Linked DNA regions of Rattus norvegicus: region 1 is linked to region 2. Evidence: chromatin contacts called from public Hi-C data. All regions are on one chromosome and are shown on one strand. Each heading gives the region's core, a stretch centred on a gene start, on an enhancer-like site or on the middle of the called end of the contact. The rest is flanking DNA. Distances are from core to core; before and after follow the strand shown. Region 1 holds the start of Insyn2b (inhibitory synaptic factor family member 2B). Region 2 overlaps Dock2 (dedicator of cytokinesis 2).

Region 1 (5,625 bases), core at 2,125-4,624, 76 kb before region 2:
ATCTTACTCAAGGTCACAGGCACATAACTGGCTTCAAGACCCCCCTACTCCCCCTGCTTGTGGCTCTGTATGGAGTAAGCATTAGATATGAGCTCCTTGGAGCACAGCCTTAGCCACCCTACTGTACACTCCCCTGATGCCCAGCCCTGTAGCCAGACTTGGCATTGCTCTAAGAGAACACTCTGACAGCTCAGCCTCCCTAAAGACTTTTCTAAATTACAACTCCCAGAGGCCTGCCCAAGTTATGAGATGAATGGGCTTCAGAGCCCTTGCTTTTCCTGACACCACAGTCTCCCACCTCCAATCAGTCCCGGATCCACCATACAGACAGCACTAGTTTAATCCAAGAATAAAATCAGTTACATAAGCACATAACAGACAAGGGGTTGAGCAGAGGAACAGCCCGGAAGCAGCCTTTGGCCACTCTCAGCTCAGTCCCCGAAAGTGTAGCCCGTTCACAGAACTTTTCATCTCCCCGTGAGCCTCCCTCGGCAGGCAAAACTTTCTCCTTCATCCCCTCTCCTTGGTGCTTTCTATATTGTATTTTATTTTGGTCGTGCGCATTATCTGAAGTTGCCATAGCAACGCGTCACCAGCTGCTATCTCATAGTAATGTTGGCATTTAGGTAGCAAGCTCCTGGGGTTGACTGTTTCCTTCCCTCTGTGTTCTCACCTCTCCCACCAATCTCAGGTGAGTGGGGGATGCTTTCCAGCCGAGCACCCCCCCTCCTCGATTTCATTCTCCAAAGCAGAGCAAATGATTTGCCTTCTTTGCCCCAGTGTACTCCAGCACCACAAGAGTCCTGACACTCGTGTGTATGAGTGTGTGTGTGTGTATGAGTGTGTGTACCTGCATGTCTGTGTTTGCACCAAAGGTTGCTAAGTAGGCATGGTTAAATTGAATGTTGTATGCAGAACAATTAGTATTTCCAATAATAATATTATATGGACGTGACTTTTAATACAAGAGAGCCAAGGTAATGATCTGAGGAGAGTTCCTACCAGAACTGAAGTCACCTGCTATGTTGCTCATACACTATCGGTTTTCTCTTGTTTTCTTGACGGAACATAGTAAAGAAACCCTGACTGGTTTTCCTCAAACCAGCTTCAGTTCTCTCCCAGATGTGCGAGCCCTCTGAGCGTAGCGATGAGCTGAATTAGTTACAAGAATTGATTGTCTCAGGTAGCCAAAGAGGGTCCTATGCGGCAAACGTGCCCCGCCAGTCTGGCTTTAGGTAACCCCTCATCAGCCGAGTGCCTGCGATGATTGCACTTATTTTTATACATTTGACCTAGTTTTAAACTGTGTCTCCTCATGCTGTGATTCATTAGCCACATTTTAAACCGCCCGATTAGAGCGAGGTGACTCTGCCTGGTTTGTGCCAGAGTCTCAGATTCAATTTCTCTCTGGAATTTAATATGCAAGTCCCTCTGGTACTCTTGTTTTAAGAAGCAATTTCCTATCCAGGCACCTGGCATGCTGCTTTGGTATGGATGAGTGGCTGCCTCATGCCTGGGTAGTAAATATATGTCGATTATAGAATTTCTGCCAGGAGTCAAAAGAAGAGGGTTCTAATTGGCTCAGATTACAAGGGGATCCCCCAACTCCCCGAGAACCCCGTGCAACACTGAGGCTTCTCCAGGTCGTTGGAGGGGATTGGGAGTGTGAACTTTTAAGGATATAAAGTTTGAGCAGCAGGCGACCTTAGGGCTGGCTCTGTTGGCTGCCCAGGGAAAATAGTCGCCCCTACCCCCCAATTTCTCTAAGAATTTTAGACATGGCAGGTATGAAAGTCTGGCCTCAGACTTCAACTTGGGAAAAAAAAAAAAAAAAAAAAAAAAACCGGGAGAGGGCCAAGACACAATTGCCATTTTGAGGACAGTCTTGAAAGGAGCCATCAGATAAGCACAATGTGCTTCCATTATCCCTTCATTGCATGGGAGAGCGTGAATGGCCATTCAATTCAAATGACAGAGAAGAGCCTTTAATGAACCTAGTGCCTGTGGCTCTCTCTACTTCAGGGTGTCTGTTAGTCACATCTATGTGATCGCCTAAGGATCAATACCAAAGTGAGCTGGGCACTGTGGGAGAAAATCAGGACGCTTCCGGTTCAAGATAAAGCAGTCAATTTTTGGTTAACAGGCAAACGCAAGTGACCTGTCTAAACTTCCATGGCAGTTGCATGCAAATCTAGTGGAAGGCACCCGACTGGGCTCTTCTACGTGCTTGCCGATCAGGACAGAGAAAATAAACGAGCTGGTAAAAAGTGATTTGGATTGATCCGTGAACTCTAAGGCACCGACTGACTCCTAATAAAACAATAATGGTTTATTTCATAAAACGGTCAAACTCTCTAAGGGAGAATGGAAACCACCCCCTCCCCTCTTTCATTATTTAAAGAAAGAAAGAAAGAAAAAAAGGCATAGAAGTTTCCTTAAACAAACCCTAAGAGAACGCAGCCTGTTCGAGGTAATTCCAAGCAACTTGAGCTCCTCTGAGGTTTGCTCTTTACATTTTCTCCTCTTCCAATTCAAATCAAGCCACTGGGAATAACGAGCCTTGCGGATCGAGGCATTTGGGGCAGCCTGCAGTTCTGACAATGGTGGATTTCCACCACACACACACACCCACACACAGTCTCAGCACTCGGTTAAGCCAAAGATTTAAAGTAAAACTGTTGTCCGAGAGACCACAGCATTTCTTTTTCTCCTACAAGATCATCGATTTAAAAAAAAGAGAGAGACAAAAAAAAAAATCAAACCTTCCCATATCTCTTACCTTCAAGCAGTGGAATTACCTGCAGAGGATGCAGCCCCCTTTCTCCTACAACGAGTCAGCCTTTGAGCAGAAGTGAGATAACTCCAGAGGAAGGGAAAATAAGCCCTTTATATTGTAATTTTTCACTGTTTATATGCAAGGAGTGTAGTGGGTCTGCTCACGTAGGAATAAATAAAAAGACGAACAAACTGAACGGCAGCTACCAAATGAAGAGAAAAGCCCTCTAGTGGCCGCAGGGTGAATTCCTTCAGGAAGGGAGAGAAGAGACGGAGGGAGCCGAGGAAGCACAGGTACACACCCACACACACACACACACACACACACACACACACACACACACACACACACACTCACACACACCCCTCTACTACCTCTCTCTCTCTCCAAACTCTCTTCCTTCCCTACGTTTAAGCTAGCCAGAGGTATAAAATGTCATTTCTTGATTTCAGTGAGACCTCGTGCGTGAAGTTAGCTGCTTCAGCCTGGTTGGAAAGAGTTGAATAATTCTGCAAACTCACTACTACCCCCGCCCCCCGGAGGTCTAGCCAGGAAATAACAAGCAGGTGGAACCCCCCAAGGCTTTGAATTCCTCTGTGCAAGGTGGCTGGGGATCCTGAAAGTCTATGCTTGGTGCTCTGGGCCAGATATCCGTGTTTCCTAACACGGGGTGAGTTTAGTGGCCGCCAGGTCCTGTGCAGGTGACCTGCTTAGTCACAGAGCTCCCTTCTTTTAAAAGGTTATTCAGCTGTTCCAAAATTATCAATAGTATCTTAAGTGAGGACCCTACATCGTCACCCCATTCTGTTCTATAACTGGCCCTGCTGATTGGGAAGGCATGGCACCCTTCACTTCCTAGTTGAAAAGAACCAGGAAGCAATGGGAGCCCGTACCTATGTGAGCTACTTTGGTAATTGAGAGCATGCGACACATTTAGCCAATTGAAGAGACCTACCAAGGAGTGCAGAGGAGGCTTCCTGGGGTCATTAGCACGTCCAGCACTAGAGCAGACCTACAGGCCGGCTAATATACAGATTACATGCGTGCATGTGTATTTGATATTTCTAACAACATGAGAATTTTTTAAACAAAGGCCACAGTTTGTGACACACACATAGACACACACACACTCTCTCTCTCTCTCTCTCACACACACACACACACACACACACACTCTCTCTCACACTCTCTCTCTCTCACTCTCTCTCTCTCACACACACACACACTCTCACTCTCTCTCTCTCTCTCTCACTCTCTCTCTCTCTCTCTCTCTCAGGTATCACACAACTTTATTTTTCAACATGGAACTTCGAGCCAATCCTCAGCAGTGGGAGTCCCTGGATACTCCCTGTACCCCACCACTATCCAGGCAAGCTTCAGACAAATCTGTCCTGGGCGGGTCCACACTGAGACCTCCTCTGGCCAAGATGGCAGTCCCTCTAGGATCTGGCAGGAAACAGTTGAGAATATCATCTCAGCCCTGCTTGACGAGTGGCCAGTGCTTTCTTTGTCAGCTTCTAGAATGTATCTCCTCAAGTGCGGCTTCTCTATGCCAGCATGGCCCCAGCACAGACACTTAACACCCTGGGAGGGAGAACACAGGAGAGTCTGAGTGATGCTCTGGGCCATGCCTTTCTACAATGCATGCTTCTCCACTCCCAGGGTTCCCTCAAGACCCACCTCCTCCTCGGGTCTCTACCTTGATTTCCTTCTTGTCTGACTCCTTTCCTCATGAACATTAATCATGCTTTCCCAACTAAATAATAAACTCGCTAAGAGCAAAGGTTGTCTCTCCACATCTCCTTTGTCTTCTTTATCCCTAACAAATGCCAGTCCCGGTAGGTGTTAGGTTCTCTCATGGCTGATTGATTCATGGCGATCCAGTAACTGATCTCTCTGCAGAGACTTGCAATGCACTTAACGGCGCCGTTGGAGAGGTTGATCTTTCCAGGAATTCTTCTGGGAGTGGATATGGGCACAGATAAGACGGTGGGGATTCACACAGACAAAATTATTTACCAGAAAATGAAACCGACCGCCCCTGAGGACCTTGGCTGGCATAGGCTGAGTCTCCCAACATCCACAGAGTGCAGTTCCCAAGGTGCAAACAGCACAGAGGTGGGGCTAGATGGTGGGTCTGCTCTTGGTTCTGTATCTGGAGCTCTTAGCACAGCTACAGACACATAATGGGTGTTTAATGAGTGCTTTTTAAATGAATTAGCAGTAAGGACATTTCCTCTTAGGGAATTGTTTTACATGCCAGCAAGAGGAGACACTTCACTGCTGGGTGGCCCTTTATCCATGCCTGGGGTGGCTGTATGTTTTCAAGTTTGATGCTAAGGAGACAGAAAGGACACATTTCAGCATCATATTTTCCATTATGTTTTGTAGAGTCACTTCGTGGCATGCATGACAGCCATCTTGGACCAGATGGGCGACCAACACTATTCCTTTTATATTGAGACCTTCCAGACCAGCTCAGACCTTGTGGTAAGTCTGCAGGACATGGCGGGGGTGAGGGAGGTCAGGCAAGAAATGGAGAAGAGAGGCGTGGCATACCTTGTGCTTCTGCTCATGAGTTTGGGGCAAGAAGACCCCTACAGATCTCAAGCGCGTGTGTTGCAGATTATGACACACGCATCTGATTCCATATCTTGTATAACTCATGTCTAGAATGTGTCTCCAGCCCATTAAGGTGTGTGCTATGGCTCCCACATCTAGATTCCCATTAGCAAACAAACACTTGTTGATGAATCGTGAGTGCTCTGGAGCTCAAGAACATGAGTGTGAGAGCCCCAATATTTTAGCTTGGACTCCTAGATAAGCAACTATGTGGCCACAGGCAAGCT
Region 2 (5,281 bases), core at 2,214-4,713:
GTCTTAAATCCCACACCCACAGTGACACACATACTCCAACAGGGGCACACCTTCTAGCAGTGCCACTCCCCGGACTGAGAGGATACAAGCTATCACATCACCACTGTGTGTGTCTAGAGGAGTGTTTTAGGATGGACTTTCAGAAAAAGTCCTGCCTATTTGTTGGGGACTCTACCGTGTCCTCAGCCTTAAAGTAGGAGAATGACAATTCAGCTAGGCCATGGGACAACAGTATGATATTGGAGGATCATTATGTATCCTCTCGTCTCACTTTTAAAATTAGGAGCTACAAAGTGTGGAATCTCAGAGCTGCAATGGGTGCCCAAAATCACTGGATCCCAGAGCTATAAACTCAAATCTCTTCCAAGCCCTGTAAGATAAAGTAAATAAAATGTCACATCAGGCTATTCGTAACTGGTAGAGGCTGACCAATGCAAGCAGCCAGCTCTCTCCCTACTGAGTTGACTTTGTGGGAATCCTACTAAGTGCTTGCTGAGTGACAGCATGGCCTGGTAATCTTCGGATTCTTTCCTGATCCCTGTCTGATATACTCTTTTGTATGGGAAGAAGCTGAGGCCAATGGTGAACTTGAACCCTTTAACTGATGTTAGTCATTGATGCCTGCCCTGTGCAGCTCACAGGACTCCTGAGTTGGCTCAAGCAGATGACATAAGTGGGAGGAGCTAGAGCAACTGGAAAGAAGGCTGGCTTACTGGGAATGGAAATCCCTACCCCTTCCCACTCACCTTCATGCTGGTTCCCATGGCATTTTGCCTTAGGAATTAACTGTCCCTTCACAGAGATTTGGACATAAGCTATTTTGCCTGCCCATAGAAACTGAGGATCAGCTCAACATAGATGCCAGAGATCTGAGGTGCTAACATCCCAACAGCCAGTTGATGGCGGGCTTGGTGATACAGTCTGATACGCTTGTGATGGAAGTCCACCTTTGCAGCCAAGAACAGCTCAGTTTCCCTCTCCAACTCTGGCACCCACTGTCCTTGGGCATGCACATTATTAGTTACTTTTATAATCCTGTGATAAAATCCCATGGCCCAATGCAACACATACATTTATTTTGATTTTAGGATTCCAGAGAGATAAGAGTCTGTCATGGGATAGAGGCATGGCAAGAGGCAGCAGACAGGGTAGCAGAGAGAATGAGCTGGAAGGCAGGCAAGGCTATAAACTTTCAAGTCCCACTCCCATTGACATACTTCCTCCAGAGAGTCTGCCCCACTTTCCAAAACAGCGCCACAAACTGGGACCAACTAATCCAAAGCCTGAGCCTATGGGGGGAGGCCTTCTTACTCAGACCACCACAGAGCATCACTTCATATGTCCTTGAGTATGTGCATACTGGCATCTGAGGTGACTGTAAATGGCGCCATCTTTGTTGCCTGGTTTGTGATGAATGGTTGTGATGGTTTTGATTTTGATCTCTGCTGTCAGCAGATGACACCCATGCCTCCCTCCAAGTGCAGCACCCCAAGTTCCACGCACAACTATGTTCTTGCCTTTCTCAAATGCCCATCTGTGGAGAGCCAAAGCTCTTCCCTGCTCAGTCTCTGTTCCTGACAGCTATAATGAGAATTCATGTTTTCGGAACCAGAAATAGTCTCGAACGTGTACAGGCAAGCGAGTCATTAAGCCTTACCATTTCTCTCATGACTCGTTTCAAAGGCTGTTTCTTCCGGACGTGTCCAGTTTGTTGTTGGAATTCAGGTGACGCACTGTGCTCCTCAGCTGAGGGGCAGCTTTTCCTTAGAACTCATTCTGCACCTCAGCCTTCTAAAGTGCCCCAGAGTTGGCTTGCATACAGTACACGAACTTGGACATGGCTCTCCACTTTAGGCATTAGGACAAGCAGTGTTCTCCTCCAGTTCACACTCTTAGTGTTTATGTATGTGTATGTGAGTCAAGGTGCCTGTATGTATGCAGATATGGGTACTATAATTTGGATAATGAATCCAAATTCAATATAATTTGAATAAGATGAATATAGATGTTCCCAAAAAGTCTGAATGTGAAATATTTGTCCCCAAAAGAGTGCTGTTATTAAATACTATGAACCTTTAATAGGAAGTGCCTTGGGGAATTTCTTAGGTTAAGGATTGGGAGCTCCAAATCTCTCACTTTCTCTCCTTGCTTATGATGTGAGAGTCTACACTGACACAACCTTCCCACTGTTGAATCTACTGCCTTTACCTGAGGCCCAACCCAGGGAATTGCCTGATCTCAGACTCTGACCTCCAGAATCATGAGCAAAATAAACCTCTTTTCCTTATAAGGAAAATTGGCACTTAGTTATAGTAGCATGTCACTGACTAATACTATGGGTGACAGAAAGATAATGGTAGTGACAGGAATTCTGCTCCCGGAGCCTTCTCATTGAAGAAACTTCCATCTCTGTTTTAGTTACTTTTGCTGTGAAGAGACACCATGACCAAGACAACTTATAAGGAAAGTGCTTATTGGGGCTCACGATTTCATAAGGTTAGGCCTTCGTGACCATTATAGTGGGAAGCATTACAGCAAGCAGGCATAGTGTTGGAGCAGTAGCTAAGAGTTTACATCTTGACCTGCAAGTTGGAGAGAGAGAAAGAGCTAGCTGGGAATGGCGTAGACTTTTGGAACCTCAAAGCTCATCCCAAGTGGCACATATCCTCCAAGGCTACACCTCCTAATCCTTCCTAAACATTTCCACCTACTGACGACTAAGTATTCAAACACATGAGCCTATGGGGGCCATTCTCATTTAGACCACCACAATCGCTGAGAGCAACTCTCAGAGAAATGGTTGGGGAAGCTGTGTTAGATCAGTAATTATAGAAATAACTTCAGAGTGTGGCTACAGAGGCTGACTGATCCTATCATTCACATGGTAGGGACAAGTAGTGGGGACATTTCTCAAGAGCTGTGCAGTGTCAGATATTGTATTGTCTCAATTAATCTTCACCACACAGCCAATGAGGCAGGCACATCACCATCATGATAGACGATAAACTTAGATCCCTTCCTCCATGAAGGTTTCTCCAATTTCTTATCTCTTCCCTCCCATCCTTTCCCACCAGTGATCTTCCCTTTTCAGAATAACTGATACACCCTGTCCTAATACTTGTATGCATTAATAACAACATTTTCCAATAGGTTCCTGAGGTAGGTGTTCTTACTCCAGTCTTACCGGTGAGTCATCTGGGGCTCACAAGGTGAGGAAACTCGGCCCTGCATCACAAAGATAGAAAACCACAGACCTGAGATTTGGTACTCACTGCTCACCATACCAGGTTGTGGTCAGCAAACCAGGGTCTGTGGTCTGCCTTTCTGCATGCTTCTGCTTTTGTGAAGGCTTTGGTTGGGACAACCACACTTTCCTGTCCAGTTTGCCTGGTCATTGTTTCTGCTCGACAGTAACAGAGTGGAATTGTTGTACCTGAGCCCATCTGGCCTGCCAATCCTAAAATATTTACTCTCTGGCCCCATCGCAGAGATGTTTGCTGACCTCTAGTTTGGTTTTGACTCTGGACCGTAAGCTTCTGCAAACTTCGATGTTTGTCTGTTGTCATTAACACCACTGTTTATCTTAGTTTATGAGAAGTGTGGGGGAAGAGTTCACTGCCATTTCATCTTCCCTCAGACTGGTCTCAGGGCCTGCTGTGTTCCAAACTAGATGCTCCTAGAGCAAGCTCTGTTGATTTCTCTGGCCAGTAGCATACACAATGGCTTCCAACCAGTGTGTGATGAGTTGGTTTGAAGTGCGTTTTATCCAGTTAGCTGGGAGAGAAACCTTCCTGGACGTATTCAACCTCTGAAGTCTTAGCAGAGCCGGCCACTTCCTGCCTGTATTTCCCCAGAGAAATCCTTCTCCTCTAAGCAGAAAGCCAGCCAGCCTGTCCTTGGCCAGGACACAGCCCCCAGAGCTGACTCATTACCCTCAGATCCTGCTGCAGCCTGGGGAGTAGGGGCTGCCTTTGAATTCCTACCCTAGTGAAATCAATGCCAATGATTCTGCCACCCGCTAAGGCTCTAGTGCCAATCTTCTTCTCAACAGACCACAATTAGTCCTCTGGAGAATGCCATCGAGACCATGTCCACAGCCAATGAGAAGATCCTGATGATGATAAACCAGTACCAGAGTGATGAAAGCCTCCCCATCAACCCTCTCTCCATGCTCCTCAACGGGATCGTGGACCCTGCTGTCATGGGAGGCTTCGCCAAGTATGAGAAGGTGAGGGAACTTGGAGTGTATGCCCATGCCCATCCTTGCTTGATCCCAGATGGACAATTAGCTTGGTTGGTCATCAGGTTTCAACCTGAGCTACAGTTTCCTTCTCATCCTGATTCCACACCTGGATGAAGAAGAAGCAATTTCCCAAGGGTCTCCGTTCCCCTGGCACCTCCGGGAAGGTCTGTCTAGATAAGGCTCCGAGGTGACTACAAGCCACAAGCCACAAGCCATGACATTTGGTAAACCCATCTCTTCTACGAAGTTTTGAAATAGCATAGACACAGATTCAGAGAAAGTAAGAAACTCAGAATCTAAACATGCGGAAATCTGGGAGACCAACTCCACAGGCCTAGGCATAGTCTAGATATGCAAGTCATGGGGTCCCTTCTGGAAGCCCCACATATTTGGGCCTAATATTGTGTATTTGACCCACCTGGTGTAGATGGCCAGAGGGAAATACCGTCAGTTATTGGAGTCATAGTTGTAGCCCCTATTGGAAATGGCCGTGTACCAATAAGAACTAGCATGACTCAGAATAAAGAGTCCTGAGCTGCCTTGCAACTATCAGACCCTGAATGAGGGATGAGCTCCTCTTCCTACAAAACCACACTGTGTATTCTCTGTGCTTTGTCACTTTGTGGTGCAAAGGCAAGAATGTCCCGTGTGCACTAGTTCAGAAGCAGGAATAAGCATCACACAGTCAGTCCTTTTGGCTACCCTGACACATCTGTGGTCACTCTTTGTGTAGCCTTCAGGTCTGCTGCTGCAATGTGCCTGCATAGAGTGGTCATGTGATATGGATAGGAACTCAGAAGGGAGGAGTGGAGGAGCCATGAGGGAGTCTGGGAGGCAGGCTTGCACAAGCATGAGGGGAAGGTCTTCTCTCAGCTTTCTCCCTTCAGCCATGATCCCCTGGAGCCTCAGGATCCCTCCCAGGCTCCCTAACACAGGAAGCCCTGCACTAAACCTCCCTCCAACTCAAACCCCCAGAATTTTAGTTCAGTAAAACCCAGTTGGGGCTAGAGACTATATGTCAAGTTCCCCATTTGGAAG

The links. Hi-C and Micro-C count contacts between places; a contact is called where the count stands out from the background.
Region 1: a contact with region 2 is called in a Hi-C map of liver, with 4 times the contacts expected there. The contact joins the promoter of Insyn2b here to the enhancer-like site in region 2. A contact is called at or near these places in 5 of 12 Hi-C or Micro-C datasets (Schwann cells, frontal cortex, hepatocytes and 1 more).

What each region holds. Positions count from the first base shown.
Region 1 is chr10:19,418,310-19,423,934 of GRCr8, reverse strand. It overlaps Insyn2b (inhibitory synaptic factor family member 2B), which reads right to left and starts at 3,374. Exons shown (of 4, transcript XM_008767623.4): 1 at 2,780-3,374. Dock2 (dedicator of cytokinesis 2) reads left to right here. Exons shown (of 52, transcript NM_001419946.1): 28 at 5,168-5,266.
Region 2 is chr10:19,343,118-19,348,398 of GRCr8, reverse strand. It overlaps Dock2 (dedicator of cytokinesis 2), which reads left to right. Exons shown (of 52, transcript NM_001419946.1): 45 at 4,052-4,228. Among named protein-coding and RNA genes, the nearest start is that of Foxi1, 31 kb to the right of the region's middle. Within about 2 kb of position 3,463, at least 1 of the 93 cell types and tissues checked has an H3K27ac peak or open chromatin away from gene starts, as enhancers often do. A contact at or near this core is called in liver, where this site is marked.